Regions from separate parts of the Mus musculus genome. Here region 2 is linked to region 1. The links are chromatin contacts, called in public promoter capture Hi-C maps. All regions are on one chromosome and are shown on one strand. Each heading gives the region's core, a stretch centred on a gene start, on an enhancer-like site or on the middle of the called end of the contact. The rest is flanking DNA. Distances are from core to core; before and after follow the strand shown.

Region 1 (7,266 bases), core at 2,493-4,992:
AGATCTTATAATATACCTAATCATAATTCTTAATGCTCAACTGTTTTAAAATAGAGTGAAGGCAGGATAAACTGACTCATGAAGCAAATGGAGTTAACTATAGCCCAACTGGAGCATGCTAGGTAGACCAGGCTGGCCTTGAACTACTTAAGATCCACCTGCCTCTGTCTCCCAAGTACTGGGGTTAGAGATGTCCGCCACTATACCAGACTCAAATTAACTGTTTTTAAAGCAGCAAATAAAACACTTGTCAGAATCAGCCTTTACAGGGCAGTCTCAGCTGATAAACTGCTTGGCACACAAACATTGGGGCCCAAGTTCTGATCTCCCCCAAATTCATGTAAAAAGCCAGATGGAGCAGAGCACACCTGTAGTGTCAGTGCTGGGATGCAGAGGCAGGAGGGTCCTAGAGTTCACTGGACGGCATAGATCAAACAGGTTCAGTGAGGGAGCCTGCCTCAAAAACAAAACAAGGTGTTGAGCGCCTGAGGAAGGCACCCAACACCCACCTCTGACCTCTACAAGGCTGTGAATGAGCATACATGCAGACATATGCACATGCAGACACATGCACAAGCAGACACATACATCCAAGTGTGCATGAATACAGACAACTCCATAAGAGATTTAATACCATTTAAATTAATCAGAAAATAAATTAAAACTACAAAATCCATTATGAAAATCTAACAATTCTGTGGTATCTACTAAGAATTAGCTATTCTTAAGGTAATGAATTTTTCCAGAAATGCAGGCTTAGCTTGGAAAATTACCCAGATCACCATGAAGCCCAACATATTTTCAGTTAATCAATGTTCCATATGGCTAAACCAAGTTATTCACATGGTCTTGATACTTCCAAACCAATATGGTATGGATCACACCAAGACTGTCCCTATGTCAGGGCAGAATTGGAAAGACGGAGAATGGCAAATGTGAACTGGGAAAGTTTTAAAGGAAGCCAGAGAAAAAAACAAAACCAAACACACACACACACACACAAAACCCAAGAAAATAATAATGACCCATCAGATATTATAAAATGAATCTTAAAATATTGGGACTGACTAGGAAATAGTCACAAAAAGATAAGGAATTTAAGGGTCAGTGGGCTGTCCAATGGTGGTGGTGCATGCCCCTTTAGTCCCAGCACTCATAAGGCAAGGGCAAGCAGATGTATGTAAGTTCAAAGCCAACCTGGCCCAGGACAGTCAGTGCTACACAGAGAAACCATGTCTCAATAAACAACAACAAAAAAAGTCAATGGTCTGAGGGAACAGCCTTGGGAAAGAACATGCAACACAGATGCCTAATTTTTAGTACCATCAGTACAAATTAGAATAAGGAGAGAGAGAGAGAGAGAGAGAGAGAGAGAGAGAGAGCGCAAGAGCGAGAGCTAGAGAGAGCAAGAGAGAGCGAGCGCAAGCGAGCGCACACCACACTTACAGAAACTAGGTTTGGTTCCTGGCACCTATGTGAAATCCAAAACTACATGTAACTCAGAATCCAGGGAATCTAAGCTCTCTTCTGGTCTCCTAAAGCACCTGCACTCTTGTCCACACACCCTTCCCCCATATATACATAGTTAAAATTAATTTTTTTTCAAAAAAAAAAAATCACTGCAATAGACCCCGATCTTCAAATAAACACGTACAAAGTTCCATTAAGGCCCAAAGCTGTCAGCTCCCAAATTCCGTTACATTTCGTAGCTTCGGTTACTGTGTTGCTACAAAATATCCCAGTTTGGCAGGTTTGTAGATGATACAAGAATAAACTTCTTAACTGCCCTGAGGTACCCATCTGAAGTATAAGCTTGAGGATGGAAGAGAGGTCTATTTTGAACTTGGCCTCTTCATCAGTTACTCTGATATAAGGGGATGGTATACATCGCAAGAGCTGAAACTGAAGCAGGCCAGCCAATGAGCTCCAGAGAAAAACAGCCTCAAAACAAACAAAAAAATATTAAGTGCCATTCCTAACTTCAAAGTATTACAACTCTATTGTGAACAGACACGATCTTTTTAAATGCTCTTCAATGGTGTAGAAAAGGCTAAGTTTTATAACCTTCAAGGAGCCAAATCATCTGAACAGCTTCCTAAATAAAGGAAAAAAAAAATCCTCTACATTCCAAAATCATGAACCACTTTAATAAAGCTGCCCCTCTAGTGGGTCTTAACGATGCCAGTAAACCCGATATTTCAAATAAAAGCTGACTTACTCGAATATTTAACCTCAGTTTCTCTGACCACCACCACCTAATCGGTTTTCAACTGCAGTAAACAATGCACATTTGAAGCACTTAAATCTTACATGCGAGGGGGTATTGTACAATTAAAGAGTCTAAGTATCACAAATCCGCCTGAAATTCTTTGATATGTACTGAAAAGATGTTTACAGTAAGTGTCACAATCCCGTATCCTGTTTAACTAAATGACATATAACTCGCAGTGCAGCTATGTTTGTCTGTGAACACAATTCTTGATTGCAAAGACGAAACGGAGGCCCAGTGAAGCTACAGAACCAGTAAGGTAACAAGCTAAAGGCGTCATAGATTTCTTGGCTATGGTGACAGGCAGGAGGCACACCCCTAGCGTCAGCCAGAAATACTACATGGTGAATTCCACCTACGGATTAATAGGAAAGTAAGGAAGGGAAAATTTAAATCGCCATCGTTCAAAAACAACTACCACAAGCACCGGAAAAACAGAAATAAAAATACTAAGAAAATATTAACAAACCAATATGAGCATTTCTCTAGGCCCGGTGTCTTAGCTAATATACACGCTGGCCCTTTCATGTTCACCAACGCAGAGAAAAGCGGCCTCGGGAAAAAAAAAAATCCCCTACGGTTGCAAACAGCAGAGAGATAAATGCGAAAACGAGCGAAGAAGGCAAGAAAGTGGAAGGATCCCTGCCAAGGCTCGCTGCTGGAAAATGCGGAGTGAGTGGGAGGAAGCACAACTCTGGAGAAGTGGGTCTTACATAAAGCGCCATTTGCCGCACACTATCATTTCCACCGGATTTCAGAAAACCCAACCTGGAAACCCATCTGGGGGCGGAAAGTGGGTTTCACGTGGAGGAGGGTAGCGAGGGCGCAGCCCCCCGGGACCGGGGTTCAGAAAAGGCCGAACGAGCCAGACAGGCGACGGGGCCGGGGTTGCGCGGAGGCCCACGGGCTTAGGAGCCCGGGGGCGGCGGCTCTGTGGGCGCCCGGAGGCCCAGGGTCGTGCGGAGGGCGGGGGCGGCGAATCTCGGGGAGCGCGGAGACGTCCGGCGTTTGCAGGGGGCCGGGGGGCGCGCGGAGGCCCGGAGGAGGCGCGCAGGGGCTGGGGGGCTTGCAAGGGCCTTGCAGCGGCCCGGGAGCGCGCAGAGCCGGGGGCCGCGCAAGTAGCCGAGGACTTGAAACCCAGCACCTGCACCCTCCAGGCCTCTGGAATTTTCTATCCGAGAGGACGCCCCGGGCCCTCCCTCGCGCGACCGGGGAACCGAGGTCTCACCATCTTGCTCGGCGGGCGGCGCTGGCGGCGGCTGTAGGATCCTCGGGACGCGGCGACGGCGGCTTTGCTGTCCGGCGCCGGGCGGGGTGCAACGGGGCCTGGGCCCGGAGCGAGGCGGGCGGAGTCCCGGTTGGAGATGCGTCGGCGGGAGGAGAGGGTTGCAGCCTCACGCTCACAGGCGGCCCCGACTCGTTGCAGCGGCTCGCGCTGACCGCAACCTCAAGGCACGGAACAGGGCGCGCAGAGGGCGGAGCGAGCGCGGGGCGGGGCGGGGCGGAGCCTGCGGGAGGCTGACATCCGGGAACCCGCGCCCTGCCGTGCACACGCTCTCCAACCGGATTGCTCGCAGAGCCCCGCTAGCGCTCCGCCAGCGCTTTTTGCGTACCGTGCGCCGGGGGACATGGAGATGGGGGGGCAGACGTCTTGACGTTGGGAGAGCCGCGCTTCCTGTCATGTGACCGAAGGAAGGCCGGCAGGAGGAAGACTCCTGGGAGGAGAAAATGGGGAGAATGACAGGACCTGCCACAGGGCTGTGTCGCTCTTGGGGGGTGACACCATGTCACTATGGCGAGGCACGGGCAAGTCTACACTGTGGAGTCAAGCGCGCAGTTGGAAAAATAGGAGAAGCAAAGCTAGCTGCAGCTTAGGTCCTGGGAGCCACTGACAAGAGTGGGGGATTGCTTCCCACTCCAACAGACACTACCTCTAGGTTGCCCTGCAGCTGGTGCAGAAAGAAGCCTTTAAGAGAAATACTACGAGACAGACTGCCCTGTTGTCCATGTAGTAAGGGTATGTCCGTAATGGTGGCAGTTGCCTTACTATAGAAGTGAAACTACAGTAGGTAATAAAGTCCATGGAAAGAAGTTATATTTAAGAGGAAAAGATAAGTTGGTAGGAGAGATGTGATAAAGATAACGTATTTATGTTATTTATTTTAGTCAGGTTTTGAATAGATAGAAAATAAAGGTCAGGGTATGTCCTGCTCTACCTGTTTCATCTTCTGTAAGTGTAGATTATTTTTTAGCTTTTGAGAGACGAGCTTTGACTCCACTTTGAGGATGGGGGATGCCTGCACCGGAGGGGACACGAATGCTACTTACCATGTATCCAGTTCCACTCACAGACTGAAAATGCCTTATAGCTTGGCGTTGAAAGGGTGGCACCCTATGAATTTATCAGGGTAAACTGTAACAGCGCATAGGTTTGTTACAATTGTTTGGGAAACCAGGCACAAGAACGTGGTAGGCACATCATACCAAGAAAAGGGTGCAACGTCCTCACCTGGACTCCATAAAGAGATAGACATCTAGCACTGTGATGGCAACAACCCCTACCAATCTATCATCCGACCATCCTGATAGGCAAAGAACACTTGACTGCCCCTGAGGCTTGAACTCAGTTAAGTCCTCACTGTTGACAAGGTTTGGTCAACTGTCCATCTTTCTATTCCTCCAGCTGTACCATCCATCCATCCCTTCATCTGGACCTACATTTGGCTCTTAGGCCTCTACAGCTGAACTCAACTCTATAGCTTCCCATTTAAACCATTGACACTCCCAACAGCCTGCTCCAGCATCTTTCCTAAAGCCAAGGTGTTTATTTAGTATCAAAACAAACTACATTTCTGATGGCCAGGCAGTGGGGTTGCATGCCTTTAATCCCAGTACTTGTAAGAGAGAAGCAGGCAGATCTCTGTGAGTTCAAGGCCAGCCTGGTATTCAAAGTGAGTCCAGGACAGCAAGGACTCTGTTACACAGAGAAACCCTGTCTCAACAAACAAACAAAAAAACCTACATGTCTATCATACCAATAAAACCTTGTGAACTCTGTTGTGTCCTCTTGCTTTTTGCAGCTGTTCTGTAATTGATGTTTATACAGATATATTTATTGCATGATCTGAGAGTAGATGATATGATTACAAGATAAGCCTGAGTGTTTGCCTCAGCAATATTTGGCAGATAACTGCCATTGAAACCACAAAGTCTGATGAATTTTTTTCAATAAATGAAGACCTTGTGGAAAGACACAAATGTGTTTGTCTCTATTTCTGGCACAGTATGTTAATGATTGTACTGGCTGGTTTTCTGTGTCAACTTAACACAAGCTGGAGTTATCACAGAGAAAGGAGTTTCAGTTGGGGAAGTGCTTCCATGAGATCTAGCTGTGGGGCATTTTCTCAATTAGTGATCAAGGGGGAAGGGCCCCTTGTGGGTAGGACCATCTCTGGCCTGGTAGTCTTGAGTTCTATAAGAGAGCAGGCTGAGCAAGCCAAGGGTGGCAAACCAGTAAAGAACATCCCTCCATGGCCTCTGCATCAGCTCCTGCTTCCTGACCTGCTTGAGTTCCAGTCCTGACTTCCTTGGTGATGAACAGCAGTATGGAAGTGTAAGCTGAATAAACCCTTTTCTCCCCAACTTGCTTCTTGGTCATGATATTTGTGAAGGAATAGAAACTGACTAAGACAAATTGGTACCAGGAGTGGGGTATTCCTGTGACAACCTGACCATGTTTTGGGGGAGGACTGTGGAAGGACTTTGGAATTTTGGGCCAGAAGATCTGTTCGGTGTTATGAGCTCTGTCGAATGTTGTGTAGGAGCTTGGAAGATAATGTTGAGAACAATGCAGAAGATGGAGGCCTGGCTTGTGAAATTTTGGAGGGAAGATTAAAGACTCTTATCAGGGCCATTGAGGTGACATCTTCTGGGAAGTGTTTTCTGAGAGCACAGAGGCTGTGTTCCAGAGATAGCCATGGTTGTACCTTGTGCTGTGGCTGGACTTAGTAATATGTAAGAATTACCCAGGTGGTAGTGGTTTTGAAGGCATGAAGAGGTCATGCAGAGCAGCTGAGGCTCAGCACTGTGAGAGGCCATGGAAGGCCATTGGTGAAGGTGCAGCCTCAGTTGCAATTGATGGCCCAGGACTGAAGGGGTCATGAAAAGGAGTTGAGGCTTGGCACCATGAAGAGAGTCTATGAGAGGCTATTGTTGAAGCCAAGTTACAGTGGAAGACAGCAGCATTTTGGAGATGCCAGTACCATGAGATGACTACCAAGAACAGCAGCAGCAGTGGAGTACAGGCAGCTGGAGCCTAGAACACAAATTGTGTGCTACAAAGGGCATGGCTGGAGAAGTTACCCAAGCCCTTGGAGGAGCCCAGAAGATCGTGAGTTGGATCCCAGACATTGGATGGTTGGAGATTGAATTTTGCTTTTGATTGTGACTGTGCCATGATATTTTCCCTCTTAAAGGGGAGTTTTTTAGTGAAGCCCACAGTTAAGAGACTTTGAATTTTAAAGTACTTTGAATTTTAAAAGATACTGGATATTTTAAAAGGATTGAACTTTTAATATGAAAAGACTGTGGAACTTTTAAAGTTATTTAGATCTTGGGGATGAGTAAGAAGGTAAGGGTTGAGGCTTACTAGTGATGTGTTTGTGTGTCAAGTTGACAAGGGGTCAATTGTGCTGGCTGGTTTTGTGTCAACTTGACACAAGCTGGAGTTATGACAGAGAAAGGAGCTTCAGTTGGTGAAATGCCTCCATGAGATACAACTGTAAGGCATTTTTTCAATTAGTGATCAAGGGGGAGAGGCCCCTTGTGGGTGGGACCATCTCTGGGCTGGTAGTCTTGAGTTCTATAAGAGAGCAGGCTGAGCAAGCCAGGGGAGGCAAACCAGCAAGAAACATCCCTCCATGGCCTCTGCATCAGCTCCTGCTTCCTGACCTGCTTGAATTCCAGTCCTAACTTCCTTGGTGATGAACAGCAGTATG
Region 2 (7,266 bases), core at 3,232-5,731, 1.9 Mb before region 1:
TGAGACTGTTTTTCAGGCTCTCAGGAAATGAGAACTATTCAGTAGAAGAAAAATAATTCATTATGTGCAAATGACAGGATAATAAATTGTGTGTGTACACACACACACACACACACATGCACATATATATATATATATGTGTGTGTGTATATATATATATATATATAAAATTTACAAACACCACTTATCCTGAAAGTGTTTTCAACAATGCCCAAGAGCTAATCACTAGACTGCTCCAGGTGATATAAATCCAAGGATATCTCCTTTCAGTCCAAATTTCAGAAACACCTAGGGCTGCTCAGTCACTTGCACAAAACTGCAAGGCATTTTGGAAGTTTCTGATGGCTTCCTGAATGTCTGCTACTTGCTGCGTTTTCTATATTCCTGAAGTTAGATCATTGGTATAAAACAGAGTCTAGCAAACTAAGCAAGTGGAACGGCATCTGTGTTATAGGAATGCCCACCCCGAAGGATGAAAGAAATTTACAGAGCTACAGAGCTACTGAGCAAGAAGCCAGCAAAGATGAGAAAAATGCAAAGTGCCAGCTCTGTTTGCAGAAATAAAATTAAAATATGTGAGTGTCTGCGGCATGGAAAGCCGCATGAGAAAAACCGATTTTTGACATAAATTATAAGGCTTCAAACTTCCTAATAAGTAGAAAGCAGAGCTATCGATAAGAGGGAGTAGATTTTGAAATATAAAACAGTCAAAGCACAATGCTCCTTTTAAAATAATGGAAAGGTGGAGGAACTGACTACCTCACCCACACACTTCATAAAATGTGACGGCTGCTCTGTGCACAACACGGTTGAGAGCACTCAGTGACCATGTGGAGAACAGATTCCAAAAAGTATGTTTGGGAAATGAGGGTGTTTTTTGTTTTTTGTTTTGTTTTTGTTTTTGTTTTGTTTTTTTCGAGACAGGATTTCTCTGTGTAGCCCTGGCTGTCCTGGAACTCACTTTGTAGACCAGGCTGGCCTCGAACTAAGAAATCTGCCTGCCTCTGCCTCCGGAGTGCTAGGATTATGAAATAAGAAGCAGAGGTGAAGGAAAGCTGCCTGCAAACATTCAGAATAGGAGATGTATCGGGGAGCCAGACACCTACCACATCGATGTTTATTCCTTGGGAGCTGGTCCACTGGTCAGTGAGAGCGACCCTGGAGCCAGAGGCCTGAGTTCTGCGTGCTGAGAGTTCTGCGTGCTGAGCATCCCTCACAAGCCTGGCTTGGAGGAACTTTGCTTCTGTTCATCAGCCTGTGCAGGAGAATAGAAAGAGCACTCTCCGCATTACATTTGTCCTTCCTGTAAGTTAGGCATCTTTATTACTAACATTAGAGCTTAGGCGAACTTCCTTACTCTGCTTTACTTTATTATGCACAGTATAACAGGCCCCCCCCCCCTTTTTTTTTTCAGGAGAGAGAAAGTAGAAGAAAGATTACAGGTGAATTACCTATTTACATTAAGGCTGTGTTTAAACATCTAGCGGGCCAGCAATTTTATCTCTTCAATATTGTCCTGGCCTGTTAATGGTGACTCGGTGGCACTTTAATGAGCTGTTTATTTGGCAAAGCAGTCACTTATAATTTAGCTACTCATTTGGTTTGTTCCTACTTTAATTTTGTCCCTCTGTGTTGGATGACTTTAATCTGCTTTTCCGATCTTCATGTACAAACCTAATACCTTTTTAATGGCATTTGTTTTAAAATAGAGAGAGTTTCTTCTGGTGGCCTTTTTGGTAGATACAAGGGAGGATGTGGGAGAAAGAAGCATTTTGAGAGCAACACCATCATAATGATCTGTAATAAAGTTTTCTTTTCTAGAAGGTTGAAAGCAAACACTATTTTGTTAAGCTTGTATTAAGAAATCCCCCTATATCTCTCAAAACAATCTATGTCGGGAAGAGATTCTGCTTGAAAGCTGAAGGCTGCAGGGTCATTTGGATGCACTCTTGTCAATAATAAAGCACTAGTCTTCAAAAGAAAAGCTATGAAATTTCAGGATCAGTCATCAATCCAAGCAATGGAAGGGCCAAGGAGAGCAGAGCCAGGAATCAACCATTTGACACAGGAAATGACTTAGTCTAGCCACCCCGCAAATGACTGAGGCTAAAACCCCTAGAAATTCCTTTAGTTAAAAGAAAACTTTGGTCTGTCAGCCCAAGACAGCACATTGCAAAAAACAAACAAGGAGGTGATGCTGGGCCATGTGTACTGCTGACTCAGCACCCACACTTGGAAAAGTGTGACTTTCGTGCTTTAGAAGAGGAGCTCTACATAAAAAGGAGGAGCCAGAATTGAGTGGGAAGAAGGTCAAACATGCAAGTACATACTGGCATCGCATCTCCACACTGTTCATTGTTGCTTTACTTTGCTTCTTGGCTTCTGTATGTGTGTGCTTGGCGATGGGGGGAGGGGTGCGTCTGGATCCATTTAGGTCTGGATTTCCTAAGTGCCAGTGAGATAAACAGAGCCAATAATATAGTTGTCACCTGAACAAACCAATGTTTGATCAATGGTCCATTTGCCTGGTGGAGTGTGAACCTTGCCTGAGAGCAGAGATGACAAATATTAGTAAATTATGATCACCAACTATCATCAGGCAGTTCATTCATTGCCCTGGGTGGAGTGAATGACAAATCTGGAATCTATATTTAGTTATAAACGGTACCCCCAGCATGACCAGATCATTGACTTATCGATTAAGCTGTTCCATGCCTTATGGACAGATCAAATCTCTCTTCTGAAACCCTCTAAGCCCCAGTGGCACATCCCATCCAGAGGCTCTTAAGATTGTGGCATCATCTTCTGACAGCTTCAAATGGACACATGGCATCAGTAGATCTGTGTCTGTAAGAAATCACAGATTGTAAAACAGAGTAAACATCACTATTTTAAAAAAGTGTTGCAAGCAATCTAAATGACATTTATTACACATGCAAAAAAAAAAAAAAAAAAGCCTTTCAACCCCTATTGAAAATAATACATATTGTTTTGTTACTATCTTATTAACATTCAAAATCTTGGTTTAATGTTGAAAGTAAATCGTCTGGCAGGTATAAAAAAATCTGCTCTGCCATGATGCAGACATATGAGCAGGAGACATGCTTCCTATAGCATCAGGTTTATGATCTTCCTGGTCACACTCTGTGGTCATCGCAGAGCTTTGACTGAAATTCTGCAAGTGTCTGTTTCTCTGCTAACACACAAATCCAAAGCTGGGGATAATCATACTCTGTATTTTTCTTTTCATGAAAATATTTTTTTCCATACTGTGGATTCTAACTCCCCCTTCCTCCCAGTTCCTCTCCACCCGCCCCCTCCCATCTGGATCCACACCCTTTCTGTCTCTCAGTAAAAAAAACAGTCAAAATAATAAAATAAAATAAATGGAAAACAATTGGAATGGAACAAAACAACAAAACGAGAAAACAAAACCAACCAAACAACAAAGTAAAAGCATAGCAAACACATATAGATCCAGAGACACATGTTAGCACATACAAGAATACCATAAAACCCAAACTTGAAAGTCATGATATATATGCAAAGAACTCATAAGGTAGAGAGGAAAGGCCCTGCCAGCATTATGAGACAGAGAACCTGTAACGTGGCTGTTGAGTTTGTTTTGTGCTAGCCATTCCCGGCTAGGCATAGGGCCTACCCTGCCGAGTGGTTTGTTTCCAGTGAGACTCCCTTCCAAAAAAACCATCTTTTCATTCATAAGTGGTTATTGCTTGCAGATAGCTTCTAGGTTAGGGATGGGGACATTTGTAAACTTTCTCTTTCAGCTGTAGACCCCATCTGGTTGCAGACTCAAGCAGGTCCTGTTCATGCTACTCTGGTACTGTGAGATCCTGTGGGCCTCAGCCCTGTTGTGTCCAGAAGGCCTTGATTGCTTGGTGTCCTCCATTTCCTCAGCTCTCACACTCTTTCTGCCTCCTCTTCCACAGAGTTCCTTGAGCCACGAGGAGAGAGATTTGATAGAGGCATCACTTTGAGGGCTAAGTGTTCCAAGGTTTTTCACTCTCTGCAAATTGTTTGGCAATAGGTCTCTATGTGTTGCCATCTGCTGCAGGAGGCAGCTTCTCTAACAATGGTTGAGCAAGGCACAGATCTATGAGTACAGCAGAAGTCATTTTAGCTACACTCCGTCAGCAGCGCAGTAGAATTTGGTTTTCCTCTGTGCCCATGGGCTATCTAGTCTAACTAGGTTATCTAGTTCTTGGTCACCTAAACAGCCTTGAGCATCGGTTCCATTTCATGGAGTATGCCTTAAGTTAAATCAGATTCTAATTTACTGCCACAAGATTTGTGTCACTATCACACCGGTGTCCAAGTCACTCTTGTACACTGAAGAGTTTGGAGCTGGGTAACATGCAGAGTATGTTCCAGGACCATGAGCACTAGTCCACAGGGGTAGAGGCTCTAAGTGGGAACCACTTGACTTCTCTGTGTTCAATGTAGGTGGTAACTTCTGCAATAGGGTTCTGATATCAGTTTGTTGAGGGTTAAAAATAAGCCTTGGCAACAGCCTGAGCTATTTGTTGGGGGAGGGGCATGGAACCCCTTTGGATAACAATTCAATTAGATGTAACTCATTCCATGTATTGGAAGCTTCATTGGGTGATAAGAGATGTGTTTTGGGGCTCTGCCTTCCCTGTTATTTGGTGATTTCATTTACATTGCATATATATATATATATATATATATATATATATATATACCATCTTGTGTGTGTATATATATATATATACACACATATATATATATACATACATATGCATATAGATTGCATTCTCATATAATCACCTACATGTACATGTAGATGTACATACACATATGTATCAACTTATTATATATATATATGTATATATATATATATACACACATATATTACATTATATGAAGCTTCTACTACATTAGGCTTCCATACAACCCCTCAAATGGCCCACAGTTTTAGCTAGCCCCCACTAACGTCTCTTCCCTTCTTCTCCCTTTTAATCCCCTCATTCCAGTCTCCCCACCTTATCCATCTGTAACTGTTTATTGTATTTCCTTTTCCTAGGGAGATCCATCCCTCTCCCTTAGTCCCTTACTGTCAATCTAACCATCGTGGTTATAACTTCTGTGGTTATATAGATTGTAGCATGCTTATCTATGACATAACAGTCAAAATTCACATACAAGAGAATATTGTATTTGTCTTTCAGGGTCTGGGTAACACATTCAGGATGATATTTTTCTAGTTTCATCTGCTTACCTGCAAATTTCAGAATTTTATTTTTTTAATGGCTTCACTCTATGAATGTGCCACACTTTCTTCATCCAGTCATTCACTGACAGACATCTAGGTTGTTTCCAATTGCTGGCTCTTATGAACAGAGCAGCAGTGAACACGGTTGAGCAAGTCCTCTGTGGTATGTAGTGTCCTTTGAGTACATGCCTAAAAGTGGTATGACCAAATCTCCAGGCATATCAATATCCTGATGAACCTCTGCTCTGATCTCCATCATGGCTGTAGAGTTTGCAGTCCTCCAGCAACGAATGAGTGGTCCTTTGTTCCACATTCTCACTAGCATGAGAATTTTTTTCTTAACACAACAGTTCAAAGTCCACACAAGCTTTTCATCTGGAGGTCTTTAAATACATAAGAAATATTTTTAGTTTGCTAGTTTTAAAACTATAGGGTAGAAGTTGGTAAATCCAAAAAAAAAAAAAAAGCCCACAGTTTTCATAAATAAAAATCATGATACATATATCTGAGCAGCTTTGCAAGGCAAAATGACAAAGGCTCAGGGCCAGAAGGGAAGGTTCAGGGTGGGGAAAGCACAGGCTTTGAGCCATCTTCCTCATCACGTTGACTTTAGGCTTGCTCAGGTTTAACTAAGCTGCTGCTGTTCTTGCCTTAACTCCAAGAATATAAAAGTGAGTTCCATGTGCTGTCTTCAGCTCAAGCTTTTCCAAGGATGGAGTCCTTTCAAGCCACTGCTCAGTTTAGTGAGAATTAGTATTCTCCCTGATCGTCAGCTGTATTTCTCACTGAGTGAAACAAGAAAGCTGAGTTGGTAAGAGAAGGTGCCATTGGTGAGCCAGAGAGTTTCTGGTTTTCCCCTGGGATGCTCTCTCAATCAGAGAAATTGTATACATCTGGGAATGTTTGTCTGTGCACGCATGTGTGTGTGTATCTACATGTCTGCGCAAATGTGTATGCACACATGTGCATATACATTTGTGGATGTGTGGATGTGTGTGTGTGCCTAAGTAAAGAATAGCCCTGGAGTCAGAGGAATGTAGTTACTGGCATTGTGTTACATTAAGAACTGTATTGGTTACTTTTAATTGCCGTGATAAGACACTGTGACCAAGGCAATTTAGAGAAGAAAGTTTACTTGGGACATATGGTTGGTTTCAGAGTATGAGTCCTATGGTCATGGTATAGAGGTGGCAGGTATCTGAAGTAGCAGCTGAGGGCTTACATCTTGAGGAGCAGAGAGAGAGATAACTCAAAATGGCCCGAGTCTCTTGAAACCTCAAAGCCCACCCCTAATAACATATGTCCATCAGAGAATCCAGGCCTTCCAATTCTCCCCAAACAGTCAGCACTGGAGGTCGTGCATTCAAAGCTGGGTGCCATTCCCATCTAAACTATCACAAACATCAAGGAAACTGCCTGCCTGCCTGCCTGCCTGCCTGCCTGCCTGCCTGCCTGCCTTCCTTCCTTCCTTCCTTCCTTCCTTCCTTCCTTCCTTCCTTCCTTCCTCCTCTTTCTTTCTTTCTTTCTTTCTTTCTTTCTTTCTTTCTTTCTTTCTTTCTTTCTTTCTCCCTTCCTCTCTTTCCTTCTTTCTCTCTTTCTCTTTCTTTCTCTCTTTCTCTTCCTTCCTTCCTCCCTTCCTTTCTTTCTTTCTTCCTTTCTTCCTTTTTTCTTCCTCTCTCTCTCTCTTCCTTTCTCTCTCTCTTCCTTTCTCTTTCTTTCTTTCTTTCTTTCTTCCTTTTTTCTTCCTTTCTCTCTCTCTCTCCCTTTCTCTCTCTCTCCCTTTCTCTCTCTCTTCCTTTCTCTCTCTCTCTTTCTTTTTTCTTTCTCCCTTCCTCTCTTTCCTTCTTTCTCTCTTTCTCTTCCTCCCTTCCTCCCTTCCTCCCTTTCTTTATTTCTTCCTTTTTCTTCCTTTCTCTCTCTCTTCCTCTTTCTTTCTTTCTTTCTTTCTTTCTTTCTTTCTTTCTTTCTTTCTGTTGTTTGTTTTTGAGACAAGGTCTTACTTTGTTTTCCTG

The links. Promoter capture Hi-C pulls out the DNA fragments that hold promoters and counts their contacts.
Region 2: a contact with region 1 is called in a promoter capture Hi-C map of liver, with 6 times the contacts expected there. The contact joins the promoter of 4933406G16Rik here to the promoter of Ppp3r1 in region 1. A contact is called at or near these places in 3 of 39 promoter capture datasets (the 3T3-L1 cell line, hippocampal neurons and liver) and 1 of 115 datasets of contacts at active chromatin or transcription factors (astrocytes).

What each region holds. Positions count from the first base shown.
Region 1 is chr11:17,155,774-17,163,039 of GRCm38.p6, reverse strand. Ppp3r1 (protein phosphatase 3, regulatory subunit B, alpha isoform (calcineurin B, type I)) reads right to left here and starts at 3,742. Exons shown (of 6, transcript NM_024459.2): 1 at 3,498-3,742. The coding sequence starts at 3,500.
Region 2 is chr11:19,062,490-19,069,755 of GRCm38.p6, reverse strand. 4933406G16Rik (RIKEN cDNA 4933406G16 gene) reads right to left here and starts at 4,481. Exons shown (of 5, transcript NR_046037.1): 1 at 3,662-4,481; 2 at 2,716-2,847; 3 at 1,107-1,255.